2 separate regions of the Sus scrofa genome follow, and region 1 is linked to region 2. The links are chromatin contacts, called in public HiChIP or PLAC-seq maps. All regions are on one chromosome and are shown on one strand. The core of a region is the stretch at or near the end of the contact, and the rest is flanking DNA. Distances in the headings are between cores, read along the strand shown. Region 1 overlaps MED12L (mediator of RNA polymerase II transcription subunit 12-like protein). Region 2 overlaps MED12L (mediator of RNA polymerase II transcription subunit 12-like protein).

The links. HiChIP or PLAC-seq counts read pairs in DNA pulled down with a chosen protein or histone mark.
Region 1: an H3K27ac HiChIP or PLAC-seq map of alveolar macrophages shows a contact between it and region 2. The contact joins two enhancer-like sites. A contact is called at or near these places in 7 of 47 Hi-C or Micro-C datasets (alveolar macrophages, blood, embryonic fibroblasts and 3 more) and 1 of 2 datasets of contacts at active chromatin or transcription factors (alveolar macrophages).

The regions. Positions count from the first base shown.
Region 1 is chr13:91,588,522-91,595,525 of Sscrofa11.1, reverse strand. It overlaps MED12L (mediator of RNA polymerase II transcription subunit 12-like protein), which reads right to left. Exons shown (of 46, transcript XM_021069608.1): 40 at 5,895-5,945. Among named protein-coding and RNA genes, the nearest start is that of P2RY12, 67 kb to the right of the region's middle. Within about 2 kb of position 5,570, at least 13 of the 83 cell types and tissues checked have an H3K27ac peak or open chromatin away from gene starts, as enhancers often do. A contact at or near this core is called in alveolar macrophages and embryonic fibroblasts, where this site is marked.
Region 2 is chr13:91,485,513-91,492,587 of Sscrofa11.1, reverse strand. All of the region lies in intron 16 of MED12L (mediator of RNA polymerase II transcription subunit 12-like protein), which reads right to left. All of the region lies in intron 1 of GPR87 (G-protein coupled receptor 87), which reads left to right. Among named protein-coding and RNA genes, the nearest start is that of GPR87, 9.7 kb to the left of the region's middle. Within about 2 kb of position 5,102, at least 18 of the 83 cell types and tissues checked have an H3K27ac peak or open chromatin away from gene starts, as enhancers often do. A contact at or near this core is called in alveolar macrophages and embryonic fibroblasts, where this site is marked.

The DNA of each region.
Region 1 (7,004 bases), core at 4,321-6,820, 100 kb before region 2:
GAGATAGCTCTCCTGTACACTCCAGGGTACAGACACCCCTCTAGGCTAAAAGGCACAAGTCTCTACGTGCGAAATCTGAAACCACAGACTAGCCTCTTCCAGTGCCCATAAATAGAACATGTGCTACATGTGTCTTTAGAGTGACCTAAAATTGCCTATTTAGCCGTGTATCCAAGGGATGAATTTGGTATCTCTGATGACCCTAATAATCAATAGAAACGATAAAAATATATAATAAGCTAATATCAAATACAGTTCCAACCAACTATGATATCAAGTAAAACCAATTAACATCTGCTCACCAGTCTTAATAAATGCTTTGGCCTTAGGAAAATAAAATATATTCTTAAGAGCGGCCGTATATATTTTATGTTTTGGCAACAGAAGCTGTTTCATGGAAGCCTGCAGTAATAATCATAGAAAGAGGTCTTGCTTCCGACCACCCCTTGGTTTTTTCAGGACTTACTAGTTACAAAGAATGGAGCTTATTCTAGGATATTTTACTATTGTTTTGTATCATAGATGTCTTCATTTTTTTTTAAGTGCTAAAATGTAGTTACATAAAACAATTTTAATGTTCTTGGAAAGCGTAGAGATATTTTTGGTAGGGAGGAAGGTATAGACATCTAGCCTAAGAGGGAGAACACCAACAATTATTAAGCATCCATAATGTGCCAGGGACTGGGCTTCTTGTTCTTATTCCCTTCTTTTCATGGGAACTCTGCAGGGAGGGAACATCATCCCCATTTTCAAAAGCCTAAAGAGCTTAGCAAGCTCACACCCCTAGACCTGGCCGAGCCATTAGCACTCATCTCATCTGCCTCCAAACCCTAGCATTTTTTCCATTATGACGAGATGCCTCCCCATGTCATATCAAGGATGAAAAAATTTTAAATCTCACTATATTCCTATTCTTTAGGGACTTATAGCCTTTTAAACTCACCTCAGTAAGAAACCAAAAGAAGAATCTCTATTAAGACTTGTTAATGAGATTTGGAAGTGAAATATAATCATTAGATGGTAGAGCTTTTCCTCTGAGTCCCACATAAAATCTCTTGAGCACATTTAAGAAACTTCAGCCTCTCTGAAGTGACTATCTACCCACACATGGGCTAAAGATGAATTTCTGAGAGCATCGACTATGGTATGTGTAGGTAACTGCTTCAGCAAGAATCTAACTTTCCAGCATAGGGTACCATGAAGATACTCTTAGCCCTGAGCTGACTAATCTAAGTGCGATTATATCTCTATTTGCTTGGATCTAAGAAAAATAGTCCAAACTTCCTCTAGGAGAGCCCATGCCATGGCAGTGACCATCTGGAGCCTACAAGTTATTGGCCCAAAGTATCCAAATGACTCTTGATCCTCCAAACGCAAAGCCAAGGAATAATTGAATCAAGCAGATCTTTAAATGTCACTCCTCTAATCAGTGCTCCCTGAAAGAACTGTCCACAGTCCCTAAAGCAAAGTGTTGTGCTTCCTGGTGGGGACAAATATATGTATATTACCATTTTTACAGAAGAAAAGAAAAATGAATTATTCATGTGAGTTAGAATCCTGAGATCTCCTCTAAGTAGTCATCTTTTGGCTTAAAAGGAAAACAAACTGTGATCTGCATGTGACAGCTGTATGTAGATGCATAAAACAGATCTTTTCTAACTCATTACTCTCCCTTTGCTTATTAAAGAACCTTATGAAATAAACTACGACTTGTATGTGTGGGGAAAACTAAAACACTAATACGGGAAACACCTGAGTTACTGGGCAACACTCTTTTATTGACAAATAACAACTGAGGGTTAAGGATCCGGCGTTGCCGTGAGCTGTGGTGTAGGCCACAGATACGGCTCGGATCCTGCGTTGCTCTGGCTCTGGCCTAGGCTGGCAGCTATAGCTCCGATTCGACCCCTAGCCTGGGAACCTCCATATGCCACAGGAGTGGCCCAAGAAATGGCAAAAAGACAAAAAAAAAAAAAAAAAAAAAGAAAAAAAAATAACAACTGAGACTGGAAATTTAAGATATGTGAATTAAAAACTATCGACATTTTTAAAACCACAAAATGACCATTCACATAAAAACTCTAGAACTGAAAAAAAAGTGAGAAAGGGATGAACATTTTCAAATCAGCTTTTACACTCTAAAATTCATGCATTCTTCTGTGAACCATTTTTAATCCAAAGGTAAACTGTTTATTTGTAAATATATTAAGTTCCCTCTCAGCACCAATTCCTCCTCAACTCACTACTAAAGTAGTATAGGTAAGAAATATTCAATATCCTCCCTGAGGAAATCACAAACACATCAGGTTGGCCAGCACTCCTCAGGGGCTTTATGTTCATATTTGTCCTGAATGAAAAATATCCATCTCTTCGGCCAAACTGAAATGACATCCTGCTATTTTCTGGTTTTTCCCAGAATAAGACTAGGAACAAATTATTTCAATTTGTAGAAAGAGTTCAATCTGTTAAGTAGAGAATGAATGACCAAGAAGTTCTTCAGTAACCTGAAAGATTTTACAAATGCTAAACGAGGACTATAATGTGGGAATGAGTAAGAAAATTAAAAGTTGAAATTTAGTAGAAGTCTTAAAATGTTAGTAGGGATGGCTGGGCTGCATTCAAGAAGGGACCATAGACCCTTCAAATTGGGTCAGGCCAGGAGAACAGGGGCAAAGTGAGACTATGCCTGGCAAATCATGACTTATGGTCACCTTAGTTATACATAATCTACTTATCTGTTATTTTCTGCTAACTAGCGAAGCTTTATTTGATTTTTAAAAATCAGTTCCTAGCATTGTCTGGCATGTAATAAGTGCTCAATAAATGTCTACTGAGGACATCTAAGATTTAATTTAGTTTACTGGTTAAACAGAACTTCCAGAGTAAATTGGGATTTATATTTCAGCATAAATTAATTTACTAAGTGCCTTCCAATTGCTCCATATTTTTTAGTATCATCTTATGTTTTGAAAATTCATTTTTTTTTTCTTTTTTAGGGCTATACCTGTGGCATATTGAAGTTCCCAGGCTAGGGATGGAATCAGAGCTGCAGCTGCCAGCCTATGCCACAGTCACAGCAACGCCAGATTCAAGCCGCATCTGCAACCTATGTTGCAGCTTGGGGCAACGCCAGATCCTTAAACCACCGAGCAAGGCCAGGCATTGAACCTGCATCCTCAAGGACACTATGTCGGGTTCTTAACCCACTAAGCCGCAATAGAAACTTCCTGAAAATTCACTTTTGAATTCAATTTTTAGCATTTGTTATTTTAATGATTTCTTCTTTCTGTCTGCATTAGTACCTGGAGTGTGGCTCATTCCCCTTGCTTGATTTATTCTGCATAACTGAAACAATTAATTTCATATTTTTGTGGATAAAAGGGCAGATCAGCAGCCTGGTTTTGACGGAATGTTTGTGTCTAGCCAGGTGCCACATGCCTTTGAGCACATCGCTGGGAGAGAAAATATGACATGCTTGTGCCCCAGCTCCAGCTCCCCTGGCTTGTGTACCCAACTTACATGTGCTAAGGAAGTACCACAGTAACTGGGAGATTCTGATAGTGACACGAACCCATCTCCAAATTGCTACGTGAGGTAAATTCCTACGTGTGGTCTCTCTTGTTTGTTTATAGGCTTGCTTTGGGGTGAGAAATATAAATCCATTCTACTTTCTAAAACTTCCACTTTCTAAAAACTTTTTAAAAAGCCGTGCTGTTCAATACTGACTCATTTCTGACCTAAGAACAATTCTCTCTTAGTGCTTTATTTTAATTAGACAAGAGAAGTACTGAGCTCAAAGAGATGTAGACTCAAAACCTCTTGAATAATTTAAAATTAATGCATCCAATAAGTTAAAAATTTTAATGAATCATCTCCAAAGATAATTTTCATTCTTTTGGGTCTTGTTCTCTTCATTAGTTTACTCTGTCAACAGAGAAAATGTGAGGATCTCTTTCTAAAGGGGAATTGGTTTAACTCCAATTTAAGTATTGCCATCAGCAGCATTTCAGGATGAGGAAGTTTCTATCCACTCAATTCACTAGCAATGATGTTTTAAAATCCCTTTTTAGTATCTTTCCATTAGGATTTAAGGGTTACAAGCAAAGAGACAAGTTGTACCTAAAAAACCACTGCCAGGTTTTGTGACTCTGTTCCAGAAAATGCTGATTTAGGAATAATAAATAATAAAAAGTCACCAACCAGTGGGTAATGTTTTATGAATCAACTAGCAAAAAAGGGTTTTATTTGAGACTTCTGGTTTGGAAGGCACTGAGTAATGGGCCCAAGGCTAAATAACAAATGGTGTGAATCAGAAGGTATGGTCCTCCCATTATACTGGTGTATTTGGATTGAAGACAACAGATACACAGAAAATTCTATAGTTATAAGAGGTCCTGTTGACAAGTTATGCTTGATTCTTTTATAAAGCTTTCACATCAAATCTAACTTGGTAGGGAATCAGTTAACAGTAACATTAACTGCTCTCCAAACTGATTCACTCTGAAATAAACACACCTCATACAATGATGAACCCTTACAATATATTCTATTAACATCCCCATCAGTGGTGAATATAACATATTGATTGGTTGAGTATACACATTTATTCAATTCCTAATATTGGAGAATATTAAAGGAAAATCAGAACGGTAAAAAGGACAGCAAAGATATGTATATACACATTTCCATGTAGTTGAATGAATACAGAAATCACATAACCTTTTCACTATAAATACTTGATGAACAAAATATTTTATCTATTTTTTAAAAACTGAAATCAATGATAGAGGCAAACTATACTCTATTTGAATCACATTATCATCAGAACAATAAATGCCCTAAAGCAAACATAAGCTATCTGCAATTTTTTTAATCTGATAAATTTAATTCAAAGTTTTAAATAAACAAAAACCTCACCTTTTCTCTGTCCACTAAAAGTATCAAGAAAAAATGACAGAAAAACTAATTTTTTTTCCAGAAAAGTCCCCAAACTTTCCTTTGCTGAAAGAATTATTAAAGAAATTGTCTATTTAACAGTATTTTATAACCTAAATATTTTCAAAGCTTAGATATGCAGTTAAGGATATTTTCACCAATGTATAAAAATGTTACCCATTAAATTGGTAGTGAAACAAGTTGACTTACATTCACATCTGAGATGTGTGCTCTTTTTTATTCTAATGCTTCTTGGGTTTATGTTGTGGGTTGGCTACCTGATACAGAAACCTATAAGTAATTTAATGCAAAACATGCATTCTTAGCTAGCCCAGGCAAAGCAATAGAGATGAGGTCTCATGGCATGCATGCACAAGACCTATGCTCAAAAAAACATCTCCTCCATACCGGAAAGAAAATAGAGATGATGCGTTCTGTTGAGAATTTAGGAGGAACTAGTGAGTGGGATGTGATGAGAAGGGCATGTTTCATAACCACAGTTTCCATTGTCTTGCATTGGCCTATGAGTCAGCATGCCATGCGTTCCTCGACTAATGATGTCAGTTACCACAGAGACAGCAAGAGCTCGGGAATAGACAGGTTCAAGACTGGGACTGAGATGAAGGCACACGAACTGGTCTATGGTCCCAAGCCCAGGCCATGAATGTCCACTGGTTTCTACACCATACACATGTATGATGAACATCATGAGGCAATCAAAGGGGACAGCTTTCAGAAATAAATTCCATTAAATTGAACATGGTCAATGCATTCATGATTGTGTGTTACAGTCTCAAACATAAACCAAGTGAGTAACAGTAAAATGAAGACTGTAATTATCACCAGTTATAGAGGAATAACCTGCTTCTCATTTTGATGTTCAAAGAGTAATGCTACAAAAGTTCACTTTAAAAAAAGAAAAGAAAAGAAAGTAAAAGGAATGACAGCAGGGGTGTTACCATTATGTTGTCAAAGTCTTCCAGAAGGGAGACAGCAGAGTTACAGAAGTCCTACAGAAAGGGGACAGCAAGAAAATGGCAGACAATACAGATAAGATTTTTTAGCCTAATGATGTGCGTAGCCAAAATACATATGAATTAGTTCATTTAAAACAAGGTTTCAGGGAATCAAGACTTAAAAACCCAGGCTCTAAGAGGTCTTATTAGTGCATGTGCCAAACAATACCATCACAGTCTGGGACACAGATAAATAACATGGCAATAGTCATATAATGGAATAACACAACTTGGAGATTAAGTGGACATGTAACAAGAAGGAGGGGAGCAACCAGACCCAGATAATTTCCAGAAACTAAGGGATGGTGGCGCCCAGTGTAAACTAAAGGGTGCTAGACTTCTTCCCAGCCCAGAGCCTCAGGGGAGTGCAGGACATTTGGGTCACATTAAACAGACAAGATGTTAAGTGAATAAGTCAAATAGCATTGGAGGATGTCATTAGACAACCCCCACAAATGGAAATGAAAACAGAGCATCAGTTTGATTACACATTCAATCAACCAAAATAGACAACACATATTTATAGTGCCATGAGTATTTACATGCTAACAGGGAATCTGATTTAGAAAAAGGAAACTACATGCTGAGGGAAAAAATTCTTCTCAGGTCAATGATTCCCTTGTGTAATCACATTTATTAATGGGTTCTAAGTGACATTTTGTCTGAGATATTAACATTTTTCTATTCACTGAGTTCTAGAAGTAGGGATGAGGCAAAAAAACCTCTTAATTCTAATCGAAAAGTATTTTACTATACTAAGACCTAGAAAGCATAGGAGGTATTACCCAAGCAGATAATATTTATTCTCACCATTTGAGGAGTAGGTGTGTAATTCACTGCATCTATTCATTTGTCTTTATATCCAACTACCACCTTCTTATTCATTCTCTTGCTCCTCTACCCCTATCTTCCCGCTGCTCATAAAAATCTAGCTGGGAATATTATCTTCAAGATCATTATAGTTGTACAACCATTATTTCAGCAAATGAAATGGGTGCCTTCTTCATCATTCAAATAGATAGAGAAATATTAGATATTAAGTAATAAGCAGAG
Region 2 (7,075 bases), core at 3,853-6,352:
CAGAAGGTATCAACACAAAGCTCAGTTGGGGCAAAGTGATTCTACGACGGCAGATGGGAGAACATACTTTATCATACCACTGTTTCTTCATAATTACTCTAGCGGAACCTCTTGTCCCCCTTCTCCCAGTACATTGATTCTAATCATCAAAGTTTCCCAAGGGCCAGACATATTAGGTCGAACCATATGAAAATGACATTTTCATGTATGAAAACATTTCCATATGGTTCAGCCTAATGCAACAGCATCAAGGAAGAAGAAACATTAGAACGTCTGAAAAAGTATATATTCCATGAAGTTCTAAATCCAATTAATTATCTCAAACCCTGTCTTACAGGCTGATCGATTTCAGGTAAAAAAAAGGAAAATATCAAGTCAGGGGGGAATTAGTAAAAATAAGGGGCAGGTTTGGACTGGCATCAGGTCTTAAAGGTATTGGCATAAACTCCATGGAAGGACCTGGGTCAACCCCACCATGAAATTAGATGTCACAAAGTATAACTCACAGACAAGCTTCATTTGGTCTGTTTTAACAAAATTAAGCCAGAATTTTAAGCTTATGCAATTTATACAAAAATCCACTTTTTATAGTCTGGTGGCAGATGACCCATGCACCTGTGTGGCAACAACCCAGAGGCACTGTGGTGCCCAGCCATCCTGATTATCTCTCCTAGCATTTCAGCTATTAGCTGTATTTCACTGGCCTGCTGGTTATTTATTCTTATACCCAGCTCACTTTCCTCATTGACACCGCATATGGATGGGGCTTTATTTGAATCTGCAGTCCATCGCTTTAGTCTCCTCATTTCACAGTGAGCTATTCAGAAACATCAAAGGACCAGTGTTTGATCAGCTTTCCTCTCGGTCTCTGACCATGCCTTCCACGAGCTCCACTGCCAATTTCTGTTCTCTCAGCCTTTCCTTGTTGCACTGTTTCATTTCATTTATTTAAAATAATAATAATTAATGCCAGTGAAGTTGATAGCAGGAACTACTCTAAAGAAAATGTTATATTATATATGTGTGAGTGTGTATATATTCACTCACATATATTATATAAAATAAATTATATGTGATGCTCAATCCTTTTCCTACATAAGTGTGTGGGGGGGAGGGGATTGATTTTTTGTTTTTATGACAGAAGAAAATGAGACACAGTGAGGGTTTGATGCTGATAAAAATAGCAAAATATCAGGAGTTCCTGAGGTAGCACAGCTGAAACGAATCTGACTAGTATCCAAAAGAATATGTGTCCAATTCCTGACCTCGATCAGTGAGTCGGGGATCCAGGGTTGCCTTGAGCTGTGGTGTAGGTCACAGACACAGCTTGGATCCTGTGTTGTTGTGCCTGTGATGTAGGCCAGCAGCTGTAGCTCCAATTCGACCCCTAGCCTGGGAACTTCCATATGCCACAAGTGTGGCTCTAAAAAAAAAAAGGGAGTTCCCGTCGTGGCGCAGTGGTTAACGAATCCGACTAGGAACCATGAGGTTGCGGTTCGGTCCCTGCCCTTGCTCAGTGGGTTAAGGATCCGGCGTTGCCGTGAGCTGTGGTGTAGGTTGCAGACCCGGCTTGGATCCCGCGTTGCTGTGGCTCTGGCATAAGCCGGTGGCTACAGCTCCGATTGACCCCTAGCCTGGGAACCTCCATATGCCGCGGGAGCGGCCCAAGAAATAGCAACAACAACAACAACAAAAGACAAAAGACCAAAAAAAAAAAAAAAAAATCCACTAGTATTGAAGATTCACTAGAGAGTCTTATCATTGAAGGTAGGGGATGACACTGAAGGAAGACTTGTCTCTTAGGTTATCAGTCTTATTTCATTAATTTAAACAGCATTAACAGTTTGGTTAAACTGTGATTCCAAAAATTAGGGTAGTGGAGTTCCCATTGTGGCTCAGCAGAAAAGAATCTGACTAGTTATCTGTGAAGATGTAGGCTTGATCCCTGGCCTTGCTCAGTGGGTTGAAGATCTGGGCATTGCTGTAAGCTATGATGTAGGTTGCAGACATGGCTTAGATCCTGCATTGCTGTGGCTGTGGCACAGGCTGGCGGCTATAGCTCTGATTCAACCCCTAGCCGGGGAGCATATACCAGGGTGTGGCCCTAAAAAGACCAATAAATAAATAAATAAATAAATAAATAAATTAGGGTAGCTAACCTGAACCACTCTATTAGGAGGGGACTTGGGTATACGTACCTCTCATCCACAGACCAGAAAACCAAACTAATGACCTTATTAGAATGGTGACCATGACAACCACTAACTACCATGACCATGAAGCACAATTATGACCCTTAAGTATAATGCTTAAGCCGTGGAATAACCCTTCTAAAATAAGGAGCAACATATCCATAAGCCCGTGAAAAACCATTCTTCCTTTCCTAAGAGGTCAATAAATAGTAATCAAAGAACTACAGTCTTTACCTGGGGTCTTGATTCCTAGAATTTTTTTTTTAGGGACCAGAAGTTGCTTCAAATGCATTTAGCTTACAACATATTCATCCAAAGCCACTACTCTGGCTACTGGACTATAGCCGGTGACCTCTCTGACCAGCCAACTCTATTATCAATAATCCAGAATTTGGCTATGTATAAATTAGACTCTACGTAAATAAAACATAATATATATACATTTCAACTCAGGAAATGATAAAAAAAAATTTGACTCTAGGAATAATAAGACTTCTGTTATTAAGCAGAAAGAAATATGTGCCATAAATTATCTTCCTTGGCCATGAGTTATATTACTATAGCACTTACAATATAAAATGGACTTTAGTGTATTATCTCTGCAGATTCTCACAACACCTTTGGGAGCCAGGCCAGGAAGTTATTATTTCACTCATTTCTCAGATGGGCAACTCAAGCTCTGAGAGGTAAAATGCTTTGCCCAGGGTCAGAGAGTCAAAGACCAAGTCAAAAACGTTAACACCTGCCAACCACACTGAAGTCCAGCATACCATCCAGGCTACTTCTGAGGTGCCACTGATCAAGCCAAGTAGCCAGCTTGGGGGTCACAGAAATGGGAGCTCATCTCCTGGCTTTGCCTCTCACTGTCTGTGTGATGTCGGGCAAGTTGCTGAAGCTTGCTGAGGCCCTCACCTATATGGTAACCAGGTCTGGGCTAGGGCTACAAGGAAGCATTAGACACAAACCTTGCCTAGAGGGAGTGTACTACCCAATTCACACCACCCTCCCTCAATCAATCACCAATCAATAGGTAATCAGAGGTCACCTGGGGAAAGAAAATGTTCAGTCTAAATGTGAACCAAAATATGCCTAATGGTAAGCTACAAATGTCAAGAGAAATTTAAGAGTACCTGAAAAACCAGAATGAAGGCTGTGTGCTTTGCATTCCAGCACCTTTGGGTTACTGACTCCAAGCTTGCATTAATGAAGTGCCTTATGAATACAGTGACCTAATTCAATTACAAAAAGAATTATACCTCCAGTGAGGTAACTTGTTTCTTCCCAAGGCTTTCAGCAGAGCTCTATCTTAGCAGTTCTGGAACATACACATACACATACACTCTCTCTCTCTCTCTCCTCTGGTTTAAATTGGGAAAGATTCTTAGGTTAAAGGTGATTCCAAAATGCAAGAGAGGCTGTGCCTTTCATCAGAAGCTTTGCTTTAGATGGCTTTTGTGAACTTTACATCTTTCCACTGAAATTTGCTGTATTCCCATATGATCTACTGGTTTAATCCAGCTTTTCCATAGGAAAGTGACCAAAATAACACAACAACAACAAAAAAACAAAACCTCAGATCAGACATTCTTGTAATTCCAGATGACAGCTTCCAAAGAACAAAGTGGAAAGTGGAGGACAAATAAGAGAGGTAATTAACCACAACTCTGTCATCGGAAAACCACCACCAAATAATCAGCCCCCAAAAATCATGAGCAGCTGCACAAGAATTTAACTAGCATTTATCTTCCAAATCTTGACCAGAAGAAGGGCAATAATGAGACCCTGGGAAGCCAGGGAGAAGAAAAGCATTGCCAGGGCCTGGAGGGCACACCTGCCGGGCCTTCCTGCTAAGGAGGGAGTTTCTGCAGCCTGGCCTGGAACAGTGGCTCCCCGCCCATGCTGAGATCTGACCGCCAATTATGACAGCAGGGCTGTGGGTGCCAAGGCAGCCGCTTTGGGGCCCTGGATGCCGACACTTCCTCAGTCTTCCCACCTCCCTTCTAGGGAAACTGAGGAGGTCTGGGCATCTAACACACCCAGGGTTCAAGCCTCTGCTCCACCATTAGTAACCTTTCCTTCCTTGTACCCTGGAATGTCCATTTTTTTCCCCAACCACAAAAGCAGTAGGGTTCTTGCTTAGAGGCCTTAGGAGAGGGCTGGCCACAGAGAAGAGTTCACTGGTGACAATTAATTCTTGGGTGTACACTAAGCAGCAAGATCTCCTGCCATTTCATTTTTTCTGGGTTGCTAAGAGGTACTGGGAAAATCACTGATTAAGAATCCCTGAAGCAAGACCAATTGGCAGAGAGGGGTTAGAGGAAGCAAGATATGCTTACAGTCAACATAGGGCACCTGACCCATGCTGGTCAAAGGTTGATCTGTAATATTGACATGATAAATGAGCCAAGAGCTGCAAAATTGAGTGTCTAGAGGATCAGGAAAGCAGTGCTCCTGAGTGAGGAGTGAGGAGGCTCAGGGACATCAGCAGAGGATGCTGTGAGCTGGTGACCGGAGAGCACATTCCCAAAGAGAAGGGGCAGCTACTGCCATGGGATGGTTCACACTCCATGTGGGCAGAGCTTCTCCTTGTTCAAGATCCGATCCAAATCTGGATTCTTAAGTGAAATTTCCCGATTTTTGCACATGGTTCAGGCCAAACAAAACCATCTCTCCAGTTGAGAAGATGAGCAGTTCCTTCATGAGCTTGACAGGGAAAACAAACCCCGCCTCTGCTCTATTCTCCCCCTCCCACTTCCTCTGAAACCAACCCTGGAACTGCTCTGCATTTGTACTCCAGGGCAAGATAATGGAAAGAACTGCAGATTCAGTTTCCATCATATCTGATAGGAATCCTGACCCTACCCACTACTAGCTGTGTGAGTCAGGGCCAAGTTAATTAACATGTCTGAGCCTCAGCTCTTCCCACTTGGGGAGGAAAATGGGACTAAAACACACCTAGGGCATAGGCTGCTCTGAGTGTTGCATGCCAAATCAAGGGCCAAGTTCAAGGCCTAAGATAAAGGAGACATTGACATTCATCCCTTTCTACCACTTCATTTTATTCATTTAAAAAGCCAGCTGACAACCAACAACATCACAAGACAGTTAATAAAATAATCCAGGGATGATATCAATGGGTGGCTGGAAAAAAAAAACAGAAGGTCTCTAAGCATTAAACCATCTAACCTCAGGAATGGCTGTGAAACTCAGGCTTGCCACAGACAACACATTCTTGAGAGGTTTCGTCAGTTCTTGGCTGGGAGAGCAGTAGGTGGCAGGACAGGACTGCCGCCCATCAGTGAAGTCCTGGATCGGAGCCCATTACTACGGCTGAAGCAATTTTCATTGCAACACCCTGCAGGTTCTGGGACGAGCAGAGGGTGCAAAGTTGCTCCACTGTACACCACACGGGCGGGGGGAGCTTCAGTGCTGCTGCTACTGAGGAAAGACTACAGGCAGGTGTGGCATAGAGGCAACTTAAAGGAAGTTCTTGGAGCAAAAAGCTCAATCAGTTGAGTCCACACTGGGCTGCTGAAACCACAAACCACACAACGGCCTCAGCATAAACGAGATGGCAAGAACTCAGTTTCACCCAAATATCAATCACCAAATTGTGTCCCTACAACACGCAATAGGAACTCATAAGACTCAACCCACACTCTGTGCAACTGTGCCAGATACTTCATAAATATTCTCAACGTCACTGCTTCTGGCTGTATCATCACACCCATTGAGGGGAGGAAGGCTCAAACAGTGGAGGGCAACAGAGCTGGGATGGCACCACACCATCACTGCAGTTGGCTCAGGGTAGAAGCAAGGGGTTTTTTGGTTTGTTTGGGGGTTTTTTTAGGCAAGCTAGGAAAATATTTTAAAATGTAAGACAGTAAATAAGAAGCTTAGCAGAATCTTCTATCAGTCCTACATCCATCTCTACCTCCCACCCCCTCCTTTTCTTTTTCCCATCACAGGTATGATTTTTTTTTTTTTTTTTGAAAGAGTTGTCTGAAATCACTCCCTTCCTCACCTCACAAGCATTACTCAACCCTCTGTCATCAGCCTCATCAGCCCTCTGCTTCTGCCCCTACTCCCCCCGACACACACCCACACACAGCACTACATGGGCGGCTCTGGCAAGACCAACAGTGACCTCTTTGTCACTAAAGTCCGTGCTACAGCGCTTCCCCGCCCTGCAGGATAAAACTAGTTACAACTTCTCACTTCTTAAACTCTTAAACTCACATGACATTAATCTTTTTTGGTGATCCTTTCAATTCGTGACCACTCCTTCAGGCACTTCCCTGTTCCTAGAACTGCTCCCTGGACGTCAGCCCTCTGCTGTTCTCACTCTACTGGGCAGGTTCATTCATTCACTCCCATCACTTTTTCTATCATGGATCCTCTGTTGACCTTCAATGTACATCATTAGCCAGGAGCATTTCCCTCAGCTCCAGACATCTTTGTTCAATTACTTAGCAGACATCACAGGGAGACTACAGAGGCATTCTGAAATCAGCAAATCAAAATCTGAACTCCACCCATCCTATAGTGTGCTCCTCCCACAGGCCCTAGCATCAGTGAAAGAAGCCAATACCCACTGCCAAATACTGGGAGGCCACAACACTCTTCCTCCCTCTGCACCAGTATCAATCAGCCACTAATTCCTCAACATGCCTCAAATTTGTCACAGCTCTCCACCACTCAAGGCCACCATCACCTCCCCAGCAGGTCACCTCATGTTATCTTGGGCCACGCTCAGCACGTCCATGTGCTCCTTTCTCACCGGACCTTTAGCAAACCTGCCACAACCCAGGCATCAAAGCTGCCGTGGAACCTCCTTGATCCCTGCTTCCTCACCTGGGGACATCTTTGATTTCCACAACATC